Linked DNA regions of Mus musculus: region 1 is linked to region 2. A link is a contact called in public ChIA-PET data. All regions are on one chromosome and are shown on one strand. Each heading gives the region's core, a stretch centred on a gene start, on an enhancer-like site or on the middle of the called end of the contact. The rest is flanking DNA. Distances are from core to core; before and after follow the strand shown. Region 1 overlaps Cblb (Casitas B-lineage lymphoma b). Region 2 has its middle 270 kb from the start of Gm29686.

Evidence for each region. ChIA-PET counts read pairs in DNA pulled down with a chosen protein or histone mark.
Region 1: a contact with region 2 is called in an RNA polymerase II ChIA-PET map of memory CD8 T cells, with 18 read pairs. The contact joins two enhancer-like sites. A contact is called at or near these places in 2 of 15 datasets of contacts at CTCF or cohesin (large pre-B cells and pro-B cells), 2 of 484 Hi-C or Micro-C datasets (CD4 T cells and CD8 T cells) and 6 of 115 datasets of contacts at active chromatin or transcription factors (CD8 T cells, effector CD8 T cells, fibro-adipogenic progenitors and 3 more).

The regions. Positions count from the first base shown.
Region 1 is chr16:52,179,262-52,186,596 of GRCm38.p6, reverse strand. Cblb (Casitas B-lineage lymphoma b) reads right to left here. Exons shown (of 18, transcript NM_001033238.1): 14 at 3,239-3,385; 15 at 365-462. Among named protein-coding and RNA genes, the nearest start is that of Gm23513, 78 kb to the right of the region's middle. Within about 2 kb of position 5,191, at least 68 of the 459 cell types and tissues checked have an H3K27ac peak or open chromatin away from gene starts, as enhancers often do. A contact at or near this core is called in CD8 T cells, effector CD8 T cells, memory CD8 T cells and 1 more, where this site is marked.
Region 2 is chr16:51,714,101-51,721,295 of GRCm38.p6, reverse strand. No RefSeq gene overlaps it. Among named protein-coding and RNA genes, the nearest start is that of Gm29686, 270 kb to the left of the region's middle. Within about 2 kb of position 1,410, at least 21 of the 459 cell types and tissues checked have an H3K27ac peak or open chromatin away from gene starts, as enhancers often do. A contact at or near this core is called in CD8 T cells, effector CD8 T cells, memory CD8 T cells and 1 more, where this site is marked.

The DNA of each region.
Region 1 (7,335 bases), core at 3,942-6,441, 460 kb before region 2:
AACTAAGTTTAGGCCAATTCTCAACTAAGAGTCTGCATTATATTGAACTCTTAATTCGAATAATGCAGATATGGAGAGCAGGTCAGGGTTGTTTAAACTGCTTTTAACGTTTCAACCTAATGGAGGGATGAGCAGATCATAGTCAGAGGGCGTCCTGTTGACTGAAGAGCCGTGCTTTGGGCTGTCCCGGGGTGGAGGCCTGGCAGGTGGTAACGGTACTGGATCAGAGGCTGAGTCAGAACCACCTCCTAGAGGATAACACAAAACCTTAATGCATTCTCAGTATGAAAACACAAGGGAACTCTCCCTTTAGGTTGAGGCCACTAAGATGTATATTGCAAAGGAAAGCATACTCCATACATACCCTTCAAATAGATGCCTAAATCTGGGATGTTCGATTTCTTCATCTCTGAAGGCGCACCATGAGTTCCATTCAATATACAATGACCATTATCACAAGACCTAATGTGGAGACCAGAGGGCAAGAATCATTTAAGTGTCATGGCGGGCGTGAGGGGAGGACAATAGAGCGAACGGTCATTCCTACTAAGGTAATAAGAATACAAAACAAAAACAATTATCTTCTCTAGAAAAAGGACTAGTAACAACATGCAGCTACCCTGACCTGTACTTTAAAATCAGACGTGTTCGTCTGAAGGGAAACATGTCTCTCTCTTTCTCTCACTGCAATTTACGGCCACTAAAGCAGCCGAAACCCTAAACACATTTGAGTACGATTTTAGTTACACCTGGCCAGAGTTCTGAAGTGACGGAGTATACGCTACCGAAAACTATGTAAGGTCTAAGGGCCTCCATTTTTGTTGATGGCATTGAATGTGTTTGTTGGTTCAACTTAAGCATTCTTTGAATTGAAATTCAAAGGGCCTTAAAAGAGAGGAACCACTATGAAGCATTGGACAATTTCGTTTAAGTTCTGCAGGGAACACTCCAAGACCTACTCCTTCTGAACCTATCTAACCACTATGTTTAATAAACGCTGGCCCTCTGACACCTTAGGGAAGTGATGTCAGCAAAAGCTTTGGGTGCACATCACCAAGATGGTTTAATATGGGGGAAAATAGTAGCTCATTTAAAAGCCGTGATTTTGGTACTGCCATCAAGACTGGATGAAACTGAGGCATGGGAGGCGGCACAGAACACACTTGCCCTTAAGCTCCTAGCTTAGTAACGGCTGGCTAACAAAGAGCCTCAGAGAGAGAGTGAAGTTTTATACTTTCCTTTTGAATTAGTCTGATTTCTTAGAGCAAAGTGAAACTACATTCATAATGGAGGAGATAGTCGATATTTCAGTAGATATTGAGAGAGTGATTCATCTGAAATTCATTTCTATTCTCTCTGGTGGCCATTTCTTTTTAACGGGCACGATATGGTTCATTTAAGAACAGTTACGTATTGAGTCTTCATAATGATGATATGAATTGAATGATTCATTTACTGTTTCACTTCCCACATACTGACAATTTATTTTTCTTGCTGTTCCAAAGGGGGAGTGAGTGACATCCAGGAAAAGGAAGTTCTAAGGGGGGGTGGGGGGACTTTGCAGATGACACAACGTGCCACTCCACTCACTGGTTTTCAAGAACAAATTAGATCAAGTATTCATTACAATTAAGCTTAGGAATTAGCAACATTTATTATTTCTCTATAACTGTGGGGACTTGGTTATGATGGTTATAATTCAAATTGACTTTCAGTATCCAAGAGGTTAGCCACTTAAATATCATCTACTGTGACATGACAATTAAAATTTGATGAATTAAAATCATATCCTTCAGTCTTCCAGCCATGAGAAGAATGAGAATCCCAAAGAACCCAAAAAAATCTCGTTCAATTTTAGCATTTAAAAATTACTATACTAAATTAGTAAGAGCCAAAGAAACTGGGATTTGTTCACAGTTTATACTTGATGAGCAAGCGTGACTTTCCCTCAGCTAGCTCAGCGGGCACGTGGCTCTCCCAGGGTAACACTCTCCGTTATCGTCTTTGCAGGAGCACTCATCAGCACGATTAACAAGAGATAGCTGGTTCTTGCTGTAATCAGGGAAAGCGTGGGCTGCAGTGCATCACTTAGCCTGGGTAGTAACTCCGCCCACCAGCATCCCTTTGGAGGCACAACTCTTGGTTTCCAAGAATTTCTTTCTCTACCTCTGTGAGACACCTGGGAAGCGTTTTCAACTCCAAAGATGGAAACTCTACTCATAAAATACTTTAAGTCGACTGAGCTGGCCTCAAGTGGAAGCAGCACACTGAGTAAAGATGGCGTGGATGACTGATGGCCTTGCAGTCTCCTATCTGTCAGTCATCAGGAGGCCCCAGGCAGCTCAGCCACTAACAGTGTCTGAACAGAGCTGAGCAACTTGGAGCCAAGCACAGCTCCAGGAATACTATGCAAGAAGAATGCAGGCCAGAAAATAAGTTCAGAAAATAAAGCTAATAGATTGACATGTCAGTAAGATGCAAATTATATAAATGTTACTGTAACTGTATTAAGTTTCATGCATGCAAAGCCATGATTTTGCTTAGAGACAAACATATTTCAAAACATGTAAGCCATTATCAATAATTCTTATAAAAGTCAATGTGACTGGCACTTTGAAGACCAATAATGCTCCTATTATAATGAGGGGAAAAAGAAAAAGAAAACACAGCAAAATAAAACAACAAAACCCAGTGATCTTTGTATTCTTAGCTCATGCAAGAGAAGGTATTTGCTCAAAAAAGAAGTTAACAGAAGTAACGTTAAGGCTTCCCCCCCATTGTATTATGATTTCAGTAGAAGTATATTACATATCAAGAAGGAAAATGAATATAAATTATTCTAGCCTTCACATTATGAAGAAAAATTCTTAAGCAGGTTGACCTAGTACCTTAATATTAGTTTCTAAGCACTAATATTTCTTCATGATATATATGCTTGGACCTTTTGAAATTCATTAAAATATCTTAGGGGAAATGCATGAATTAATCATCATTATATGTAACGTATAGCTCCTTTTTATTAGATTGTAATTTGGCCTTTTGTGGGGGTGGGGAAGAAGGCAACAAAATCTTTTATGTGGAAGCAATGAAGGAAATATATAGGAACTACAGGCTAGGCAAGGAACAGGATTTTTAACCAATCACATACTATTGAACCGCATAGAAACAACCCCCACGTTTGACAGCATGACGATGCTTATGCCGATGCAGGATGATACAGAGATGCTCATCTTCTTACCGAACAGGAGCTTTGACATTATGGCAATGAGATGGTTGTGAATTCAGGGACACAGGATGGGATGAAGGAATCTTGTATTCATCGTCATCATCTTCTACCGTGTCTCTAGTTTTCTCTGAGAGACAATTTGCTAATGGACCAGTACACCTACCAAGAGGGAAAAGAAAATCCAATCTGGTTTAAGCATCATAAATACCAGAGCAGGAAGGTCTGATGTGACATAGAACAATGAAGAAACTGCTTTGTCACTGGAAGTTTTCAACTGTAAACTGTTCTTACATCCAATAGAAATGGAAGGCCTTGAAATGTTAAGATAAGATATTCATACCTGTGGTTTTTAAGGGTGAACTAAGAAAAAAATGAAAATTACGAAAATGAAAGGGTTTTATAAATAAAGCTTTAACATAAGATGTGTACAATTATTCAAGTCCAAGCTATTAAAATGTTAATTGCTCCCTCCCATGTACTGGAAATCAGCAAAAGTGATAAGGATACACTGAAATCAACTGGAAACAAGAGGTTCTTTAAAGGTTCAAACTGGTCTATGGCTAATACCCATAGTTTTAAAAAAGCCATACATGAGAGAAATTTAACTATCTTGTCAACTTATAACTGTAGTGCTAGAGTTCCTCCCACTGCAACAATTAAGAACGAAACGTGTCCACAATTAGAAGCCGATCATGACAGAAATAAATCTTTGAGATGGATTGTTTTTGTAACTCATGATACCTAAGTGTAATACCTAACTGCAACGAATAAAACACTTAGCGGGATACCGTGGTGGATTTGAGCATTTTACTTGATCATTTGGGAAAATATATAAAATAAAATTGAAAAGTACTCTACTTCCTGTGTGGGTTTTAATTTAACCTTTGCTACTGCCCAAGACAACAGTCCAAAAAAAAAAATGTTAAAATGCAACTTGGCCAACAGGTAGAAAGACAGCTAGTTTGCAAGACACTAGAAAAACTCGGATCCAAGCCACTTTAATTATTATAAACTTCACGGAAAATGTTCCCCCCCCCCCAAAAAAAAAAAAAAAACACAAAACAGTGTAATGTTCCAGCACATTCGGCAGAGGGAGCAGGAGCCCTCTGGTACGTGAGGCAGTCGATGCCTATGTGGCTTTTTGTCTTTTTTCTTTTTCCATTTTCATTTCTTCTCACCACAAAGTTTCATTTTCATTTTGTATTCTTCTCTCCGAGAGCTGAGTGTCCCTGTCTGAACTTCTTGGGACTAAAACATTTTTTCAGATTATTTTTTCCCCTCAAATTTTGGAACAGTTGCAGACTTTACCAGTCGTATCCCTCATGTAATCCTCAAAAAAGCTTTGGATTTTGGAGAACTTTCTATAATGATTTCACTTTTGGGTCAGTGTGGCTGAACACCCGTTATAATAGAAAAAAATGTCAGAGGTGTTTTGTATGTGTGTGTGTGTGTGTGTGTGTGTGTGTGTGTGTGTGTGTGTGTGTGTGCATGTATGTGTGTGCTCATATTTAAAGTTTCAACTGTATTCAGAGATCACGGAAAACCTTCCCTTGGGAGTTTTCAAAAGCTTATACTTTTAGTTTGTCTTTGAAGAAGTTTTCAGTATTGATTTTTAAAGCTCTGTTTGTTAAGAGATACTTCAGGATCCAAATGTCAGTTAATGGTAACCTGAAGCTTTGTTGTAGTAGCAGAGGGGTCTCTACACAGCCCAGAACACAGGCTATGAAATTCATAAACAAACAATAGTGTTATAGTCACTCTAGTTGAATCCTAGAAGACACACCTTGCAACTAAAGGTGACAAAAGTAAAGATGTTTCAAAATGATGACTTGATGGTGTTTTAATATGGTTAGGATAGAAATAACTGTATTTTCTTGCAAACACTAAATTCTTGGAGACAGACATCAATCTCACCAACCTCTGCAAAGACCAGGACGTCTCTATAGGCAGAGGAAGTGGGCCCTGCATGTTCCCATCCTCATCCTGCTCTGCTTCCAGTCTCAGTGAACACCATCTCTATACATACCACTTAAGTAAATACTTCAGAGACAAAAGGGACCTTTGACTTAATATTCAATAACTACATCAAGAGGTGGAAGTTCAAATCTGTCTTACAGGTTACTTCAATAATTTAATGATTTCCAAGAAGCACTTCACTCTGAAGGAAGAATACTTGTTTTTAATTTGCATAACATATAGTATGTATTGGGATGTGTGTGCTCATGCCAAGGTATGGATGGAGGTCAAGGACAACTTGTGGCAATCAGTTCTTACTCTCTCCTATCTTGCCGTTCCCAGGGATTCAACTCAGGTGATCAGACCTTGTAGCAAGAAACCATCTTGTCAGTGCAAGAAATAAACAATTAAAAAAAAAAACAAACAAACCACACCTGTTGTGGTTAGCTCTGGATGCTACCCTTCATTGACAGAAGATCTTGCCTGGCTAAATACCACTCACTCTTTTGTTAGTCAGAGAGCATCTGATGTAAATATGAAAGGCAATAATTATCTATCATTTTATCAAAAACTAAGGGTTCAGTTTTAGAAGCTACTAGTTAGACATTTTATTAGGTTGAATGGATCTTGGTGAGTTATAACTAGAAGTTAAGAAAGCTATGTGCCATTTGTATTGAAATATAAAAAATACATCCTGGTATTTTTTTTAAAGATTTATTTATTGATTATATTTAAGTACACTGCAGCCATCTTCAGACACTCCAGAAGAGGGAGTCAGATCTCGTTACGGATGGTTGTGAGCCACCATGTGGTTGCTGGGATTTGAACTCTGGACCTTTGGAAGAGCAGTCGGGTGCTCTTACCCACTGAGCCATCTCACCAGCCCATCCTGGTATTTTCTACTTATCATTTTAATAAAGTCTTGTAAGAAAGTTCACTATTTTCTCTTAGGTTAATGTTTTAATATTTATTAAAATTTTATCATAAAGAACTTGTAAATAAAAAAGTCAGAGAGATCAAGCTGACCCAAAGTCTATGCATTGTATCCAAACTTTTGTATAGCCTATGAGTCAACAGGTGTCAGCATAACTAGACACAGAGTCACTGTCTGTGTGTATGTTATCTAGATGGTGGACTTAGGGACATGGAGACTCAGTCAGTCACTGGTATATCTTAAGGGAAAGATATTATTTTCATTGTGTTCCTCCAGGGTCCCGGAGGAACAAAGTAGGACAGCTATCTGGCTGGCTCCAAAGGAAAGATACCAAGCCATTTGCATCCATTTACACACATTTACACTGTTATATGACTCCACATTCCTGCTACCTCTTCCATTCTGCTGCTGTTCCTGAGTCATAGCACAGGAGGTACATTTTTCCAGGTTGCAAAACCATTATCCCCTTAACTTGAAACTCATCTGAGCCTTCCTATCCTCATGGTGACTCACTGGCTTGAGTGTGCAGGCACATTCGCCATGTTGAGAAAGAGGTCTATTTCCATCACGGTGATACTTTCTGAGGCCACCTTTCAAAGCTGAAGGTTCACAAACATATTCCTCCCAAGAACTGCCTACTCCCAGAATAACCACAGGGCAGACTGACTGCACATGCCATTACCATTTACTTTGATAATGGACCTCAAATATCACCCTCTTCAAGTGGTTTTCATTCCTAATTGGAGCAACCCTTGACACACCAACTTTTCTCCGAAAACAAAAAGCAGACCCCTTCATATTTCAGTGTCTATAAAAATCCCCATGAAACTGGCAACAAATTCAGTAATTTTCTTTGACCTTTTCGGTTATATGTATTTAGCATATGTCCTTCTATTGATGTGTTTCCTATACTGTTATTTTACTGTTTTTGTCTACAATTGCAACATGTTTAAGGGAAGACCTTGAGGCCATCAAGGATTACCCTACTTTGCACGTAACTGAGCACTTACAAGCTTTTAAATAAAAATAATGAGGGGGTATTAGCAAGGAAAATCACCATGCCGATAAAAAAGGAGAGAGAGCAACAATTTTCAGAACCTTTCATGGACAGAAAAGCATTTTAAATAATATGCCATTTTACTTGCTTCCCATATCAGAAGATCTCTGTTCAAGCAACTAATGGCAGAAAGTAAAGATATACATGTTTTTATTAAATAAA
Region 2 (7,195 bases), core at 161-2,660:
CCTCTTCTAATGTTTGCTTGTTGTTTTTGTAGAAATACAAAATTTAGGATCCTAAATGGAATTTAATCATAGCTATTAATCTTATTTCTGTAACACTAGTTTTTTATGATCTGTATACTTTTGGAGAATAGTAGTCTTCTATTTAGTTGAATATTCTATAATTCATTTTGGGGTCAAATTCTCAAGTTCTAGAGAATATTTCTCAGAGTTTGTGGGGGCCCTGATGTGAGTTTGTCTTTTTTCATATTATTATAATACAATAATTACTAATTTTACTGATTACACGGTCAGTTTTGCTCTAATAACATATTGCTCTAATCCCCTTGCTGTTTCTATGATAAAATATCCTAACCAAAGCCACTGTAGTCGTTTGCATGAGAAATACCTCTCTTAGGCTTGTGCACTATCAGATACTAGGTCCTCACTTTGTGGTACTGTTTAGGAATATACAAACTTTAATTGATAGAGCCTTCCTGAAGCAAGTGCATCACTGGGGTGGGCGGTGAGGTTTTATAGCCCAGCCCTACTTCCTGTTCTCTCTCCCTGCTTCCTGCCTGTGTGAAGGAAATGGGATCTCCATGCTTCCTGACCTCTATGTCAGCTCATTACCAGCCGATACTGCCTGTCGCATGAGCTACTTTGGTTATAGTGTTTAGTCTCAGCACAGTAAAGTAACTAACAAAGCAATTTACGAAGAAAACAGTTCATTCAGATTATAAATCAAAGTTCCAGTCAATCACGGGGAGAAGTCAAGGCAGGAAATAAGACCCGAGGAAAGGTCTGTTTGCTGTTCTAAAGAATATTACCTCTAGGCAAGAAAAATCAACATCCAAAGAAGCATAGTAGAAACTGTGAATGGTGTTGCCTTCTCAGTGGCAGGAATAGATCAGCCACTTTCTTATACAACCCAGAACCACCCGCCTGTGGAATGGTGACACCCACAGTGGGCCTGGTCTTCCTTCATCAATTAACTGTTCACACACACACACACACACACACACACACACACTTCCCATAGGATTATCTGATGTATACAATCATTCAACTGAGTTTCTCTTCAGTTCTAAACTGTGTACAGTTGGCAGTTGCATTTGACCAGAAGACATAGTATCATCTGAGTTCAGATTATTCTTTCACTCTCTTAGTTTTTCGCTGTACTGGAACTGTAGCTTTTCATATGTATTTTAACCTTGTCAAAATAAAATTAATATCGCTTTAGTAAAGCCAGTCCAGTACAGCTAATGGCTTTAAGAGGTGGCAATTCAGTGTGATGGGAATGCTCTTCTTATGAACAATGGGTCTCCAAAGCTGTAATGCCCCTTACTGACAACAAGGTGGGCAGGAGAAATACCTTGAAAAAATAACACACATTCTCTTTGAAGGCAGGAAACAAGAGGAAAGATTGTATAAACAGCCCTGCCCTTGAGCTCTACTGCAGTGTGGGTCTTGGCCTGTCATTGCTTTGATCTTCACTGCTACACATAGTCTCTCATTTTTCCACTCTCACAATTGCTTATTGAATTCACTTATGCTCTGACCTTTTACAAGGGGACTCGATACAACCTTGGGTGAATCAAATTTACCACGTATTCTGCAAAATGTACAAGGTTACTGCTGGGACTAAATTGCTTGAGTTAGAGTATGTGAATGTGCTTTGAGAACTGCAGATTTCCCACAACTGTGAAGAGTCTAGATTTCACCACTCATAAATTATGTTCCATTCAGATCACAAAATACTGGCACCTGGTATTACTGAACATAAAATCCTTAATGGGAATAAATTTATTGGCCTGTTACCCCATTGTATAGATTTTTAAACGACTGAATCCATTAATCTCTGTTTATATTTGCCTGTTGGATGTCAATATTCTTTAATAATAGGGCTTTCTCCAAGAACAAAGGTTAAATTTTATAATAAATTTATGCCATTAAAATACCGTATACATTTTCAAGCACAGACATTAATGAAGTAAGTGTCTAGAGGGAAAAAGGAAGCCTTTTAAAGCACAGTGGCCTGCCAATGATGTCTTCTTGGGATAACTTAAAGCTAGCTCTGATGGCACAGCATCTACAGAGTTCTCTAGGAAATTAGCATCCTTATACCATGGTCTGTCTCCTAGTTCACTCAGTAAAATATAGAAAAAATAAAAAACCAAACTGGTATGGGCAGGAATCAATCACTAACAACAAAGCCTGGGTAAGTCTTTGGAGTAGCAAGCACATCTTGAGACACAGAATTCTTCCCCTTCACAGATGTTTTTTGAAATATTTGAGGCTTTCCCCATCTGCCCTGCAGCTGGAACTCAGTCCAGAGCACTTCCTGCCTCTGCGGGCTTGGAGACATGGTCTTGCTTCTTCTCCCCTTGGCTCTGTCTAGGCAGAGAATTGATTGAGATGAGGATGTGGTCTCCATTTGTTGTCACTTTTATTAGCAGAAGATGCTTGATCTACGTTTCAGAGACAGCCAAGCCATGCTGCCTTTGAAGTGTATGTGTAGATATAGCTGGGAGAGAGCAACAGTGTGCACATCACCCCCCTCTCTGTGTATCTATCTATTACTGCCTCTCTCTGTGTCTGTGTGTCTGTGCCTGACTCTGTCTATCTGTCTGTCTCTGTCTCTCTGTCTGTCTCTGTCTGTCTCTGTCTCTCTCTGTGTGTGTGTGTGTGTGTTTGTGTGTGTGTATGTGTATGTGAATGGTGTGTCTTTGATTTTTTTTCTTTGTCTTAAAATTTCAGAGTGAATGTAACCCAGAAAATGATTGCTATTAAATAAAAATGGCACATTATATTTTGTGATCTCATACTAATATCAAAGCAGATCTATACTCTAAAAGAAAAGAATTTCAATATTTCACTAACCCTCATGATTAATCTCTGCTTAAATGTTTTAATCAGGAACTAAAATATACACTTATGTTGGCCTGGTAACACCTTTTCTTTGAATTCATCCTACAGACAAACTGTCAAGTACGCAACAAAAAAGAAGTATGTAAACTGTCATAGGGACTGGCTATTTAATAGCTGAAAGGTACTGCTTAACATCTGAGGCCATGAACTCACACTGGCACTGAAAAGATGGTTGCATTATTTGTAAACACTATCGTCTGCTTATAAATAGAGGATGGCCTACATGTATAATGTAATTTGCTATCTAATTGTATATTTCTATCAGAATCATAACACAGGCCAGCAAGCATTTATGTGGAATGGGTCATCGTGCTATGTCAAACAATGTCATGACCCTGGAAGTGTATCCTAATACCATTTATGTATGTGTGGGCACCCAAATAAATATTTTGAAACCTATCCTGGCAGAGTATATTTATTTACAATTAGAAAATTTAAAGTTACAAGGTTTAAGGCCAAGATAAAAGATGATATTTTGTGTGTATTTTTCATATATAAACATGTGTGTATTATATATATATATATAATTGAACAGAACAGATCTAGAGTACAAAAGAAACAAGCTTTGTAGAGTCACTTGCCTTCCCTGCGAGGCCACGTTCCTTTCATTTCTGCATACTTTGCACTCAAAGTTATTTGTTCTTTGAAGAGTGCAATCCTCTATCTCACATGTATGTGCCTCCAGGAAATAAAAAGCTACTGGCGTGAAGAACGAATCCTGAGCAGAAACTAATGGAAACAGTAGGGTCTGAGATCCATCTATATCCCAGTGGGTAGATATCCTTAAATATTTAGTATTTTCCAGATTGGCAGCTCTACCACATGGCCACATAATGTGTGGAGTTTCCTGAATTCAGATCTAGAGTCCAGTCCTATGTCTCTGAGGTTTTACATATGTATCCCATGATACTATTCTCACTCTTTTAAGGTATTCTGCAATGATGAGTTCTATGCTACCTGTACATCTTAAAAGTTGGTATGAACAATAATGGGCATGGGCCAGGCAATGGTGGCACATGCCTTTAATTCAAGCACTCAGGGGACAGTCAGGCATATCTTTGAGTTGAAGCCAGCCTGGTCTAGAGAGTAACTTTCAGGACAGCAGGTGTTACACAGAGAAACCCTTTTTCTAAAACCATATGATAACAACAACAACAACAACAACAAATAGGTATATTTAACTTACACATGTCTTCCTCTCATTTACTCCCTTGAGATTCAAACTTGCCATAAACTGAGGAATTGTGTACCTTATAGTTCAATGTTTGTACAAGTTGTCCAATATATCTCTATTTCCCCCACTTTTCTGGCTTCCTGTAGAATTAAAAATAGAATTGCCATATGCCCTACCTTTGTCACTTTTGAGTATATCTGCAATGGAAATAAAATCAATGTATGGGTCGAAGTGATGAAATCTGTGCTCCAGCATATTTGAGCCTAGTCAAACGAAACCTAGTCAAGGTTCACTGACAAACAAGAATTTATAGTTTCTGCTCAGAGTTTGAGGAATGCCAACTCTTTATTCTAATGTCCTTTTCCATCCTTTTGTATTATAAAGATCTCTTTTTCTCTTTATATTCACCCAATTCACTTAAAGTTAGTTCTAAAAAAGACTTCAGGGCAAATTTAACCTGGAGGTCCAAGTAAAAAGGAATATTCCCCAAATTTGTTTTCATGAATAAATTCTCAGAGCAGATGCCAAAATAGCTAATGCTGTATCCAGGAAGTTCGATATTGTGATTGGTCATCTCAATGTACCTTGAATAAATAGCACATTCTAAAATTTCATTCCCTTCTTGGATCCTCAAAATGTGACTGTCTTTATCTGTTTTCATTCCTAATTCAATATGGCAAGAGGTTTTATAAATAGAGAAGAGCCAGAGATAGACATCTACATGGGAAGACAGGTTGTGAGGCATAGAGGAGAAAGCCTGTGACAATGAGGTCTATTAGCATATGTATGCCAAGGGACAAAGATGATTTCCAGACTGTAACAACTAGATTCCAGAAGAAAGAATGTCTCTGAGACATCTAATAAGGAACTAACAATCATAATAATTTTGCACTCTTGGCCTCCTGGAGAAACAAAAAAAAATTCTGTTGCCCTTTCTATCAACTTGGTTGAACATTAATGGATTAATGGTGCAGTCCACACAAACTGTTTTCCCACCATAATAACCGTGGGTGGGAGTGTGTCAGGCCTCACATAGTGCAAATAGATACTATTTGGTGAAAGCCTAGAAAATAGATATGGAGCCAAGGAAACTAGAACACACAAATGAAGAATATACAAAAGGAAATTAAATTTATTTAGTGATACTATTGAAGTGCCCTTGAAGCACTTTTCAAACCCAAAGTATTTATGTACCTTTGTTGTCCATATACACTTTCACCCCATCCTCATACCTAAAATTGAGAAAACTCCAAGTAGAGTGAACGGCTTCATAGACACAGACGTGTACAGGAAAAACAAGAATGGAACAGTGCCAGGACAGGAGAGAAGAAGTACTAAAGCAGTACCAGTGCTTATGGTCTCATTTTAGAGTTCACTGTCACACAGAAAACAGAATCCATACAGCTAACACTCCTCAGTGAAGTTCAGATATCTGAATGCTTAGAAACTGTCTTCTTTTATCCACATGACAAAATTGGAGATTTCAGCATCCGGAATCAGACCATCTTTAGGAGAGTCAGGAATTAAAGGCCCAAAGCAATAAAAACAAACAAACAAACAAACAAACAAACAAGAATTTAGAGAATAATGTTTTACAAAATATCAAGATACTGCTACAATTTTCAATGCACTATATTTGGTATCTAAAACAGAAAACTACAGTGATGGTTTGTATATGGGTGACCCAGGGAGTGGCACAGTTAGGGGTGTGGCTTTCATGGAGTATGTGTGTCACTGAGGGCTGTGGGATTTAAGACCTTCATCCTATCTGCCTGGAATCCAGTCTTCTTCTAGCAGCCTTCAGATGAAGATGTAGACATCTCAGCTGCTCCTGCACCATGCCTGCCTAGACACTGCCATGTTCCCACCTTGATGATAAAGGACTGAACCTCTGAACTTGTAAGCTAACCCCAGTTAAATGTTGCCCTTTGAAAGAGTTGCCTTAATCATGGTATCTGCTCACAGCAGTAAACCCTAACTGAGACAACCAACCAGTATTCTAGAGCTTCTGTCAAATAATCAAAAGGCAAACAAAAAACAAACAAACAAACACACAAACAAAAAAACCAAACAACAAAAAAAGGCAAACAAAAACAAAAACAAAACAAAAGCAATAAAAATAATCATGTCAATGAGAAATCCTAACACTATAGAGGAGCTGTAATTAACAGTTAGTTATAAATAACATCCTGAGTACTTTCAGGTAAACCCTGAGGCAGTCTTAGAATGAATTTCTTAGTGGGAAAGTCAGATATATGCTTCAGGGGGCAAATGGATGCTAAGATGCAAGATGAAGGGCAAGGTGGGAAACTGTTGCCCTTGATCTGTTTCTCCAATTGGTTGCAAATTCCACCGGCTTGTTCCTTCTATGAAAACTAAGGAATGCTTTTAGATTTACACTTTACAGCAAATAGTTTCTCTTGTTTCTTTGTGTGATACAATGGAGAACTCAAGGACTGAAAGGATGGCTCAAATACAAGATACAAATAAAGAAGTGGTTACTTTTCAGTTTTCTGTAGTACCCTTTTGTTTACATGCAAAAAGAAAACACATTTTAGGTATTTAATTTAGTAAGAATGAAACAATCTGTGGGTATTTGGCGCTGTTCTCTTTCTCTCTCTCTCTCTCTCTCTCTCTCTCTCTCTCTCTCTCTCTCTCTCTCACTCTCTCTCTGTCTCTCTGTCTCTCTGTCTCTGTCTCTCTCTCTCTTTCTCTCTCTCTCTCTCTTTCTCTCTGTGTTTGAGAAAAATTAGTCTTCTCTGTGTCTCTGAAAAGAGCACTATAGAGATTATCCTTGCAAAGCAGCAGCAGCAGCAGCACAGAAGTTAACTGATGGGGCATCACATTTAAGATTCTGCAGATAGAAAACATGCACACATACTTGCTTGGCAAAACTCTCTGCATTTCATAACAAATCCAAACTTACTCATGCAAGTTATATAGCTTTACAGATTTTCACCAATGTACACTTTCTATTTCTGTTGTTTTTTCACCCAGACTGTAATTTGTTCTTTTTTTTAAATTCTTTTGTTTTTTGCGATTATAATACAATTATTTCATTTATTCCTTTCTCTTTCCTCCTCTAAATCTTCTCATATACTTCTCCCTTGAGTA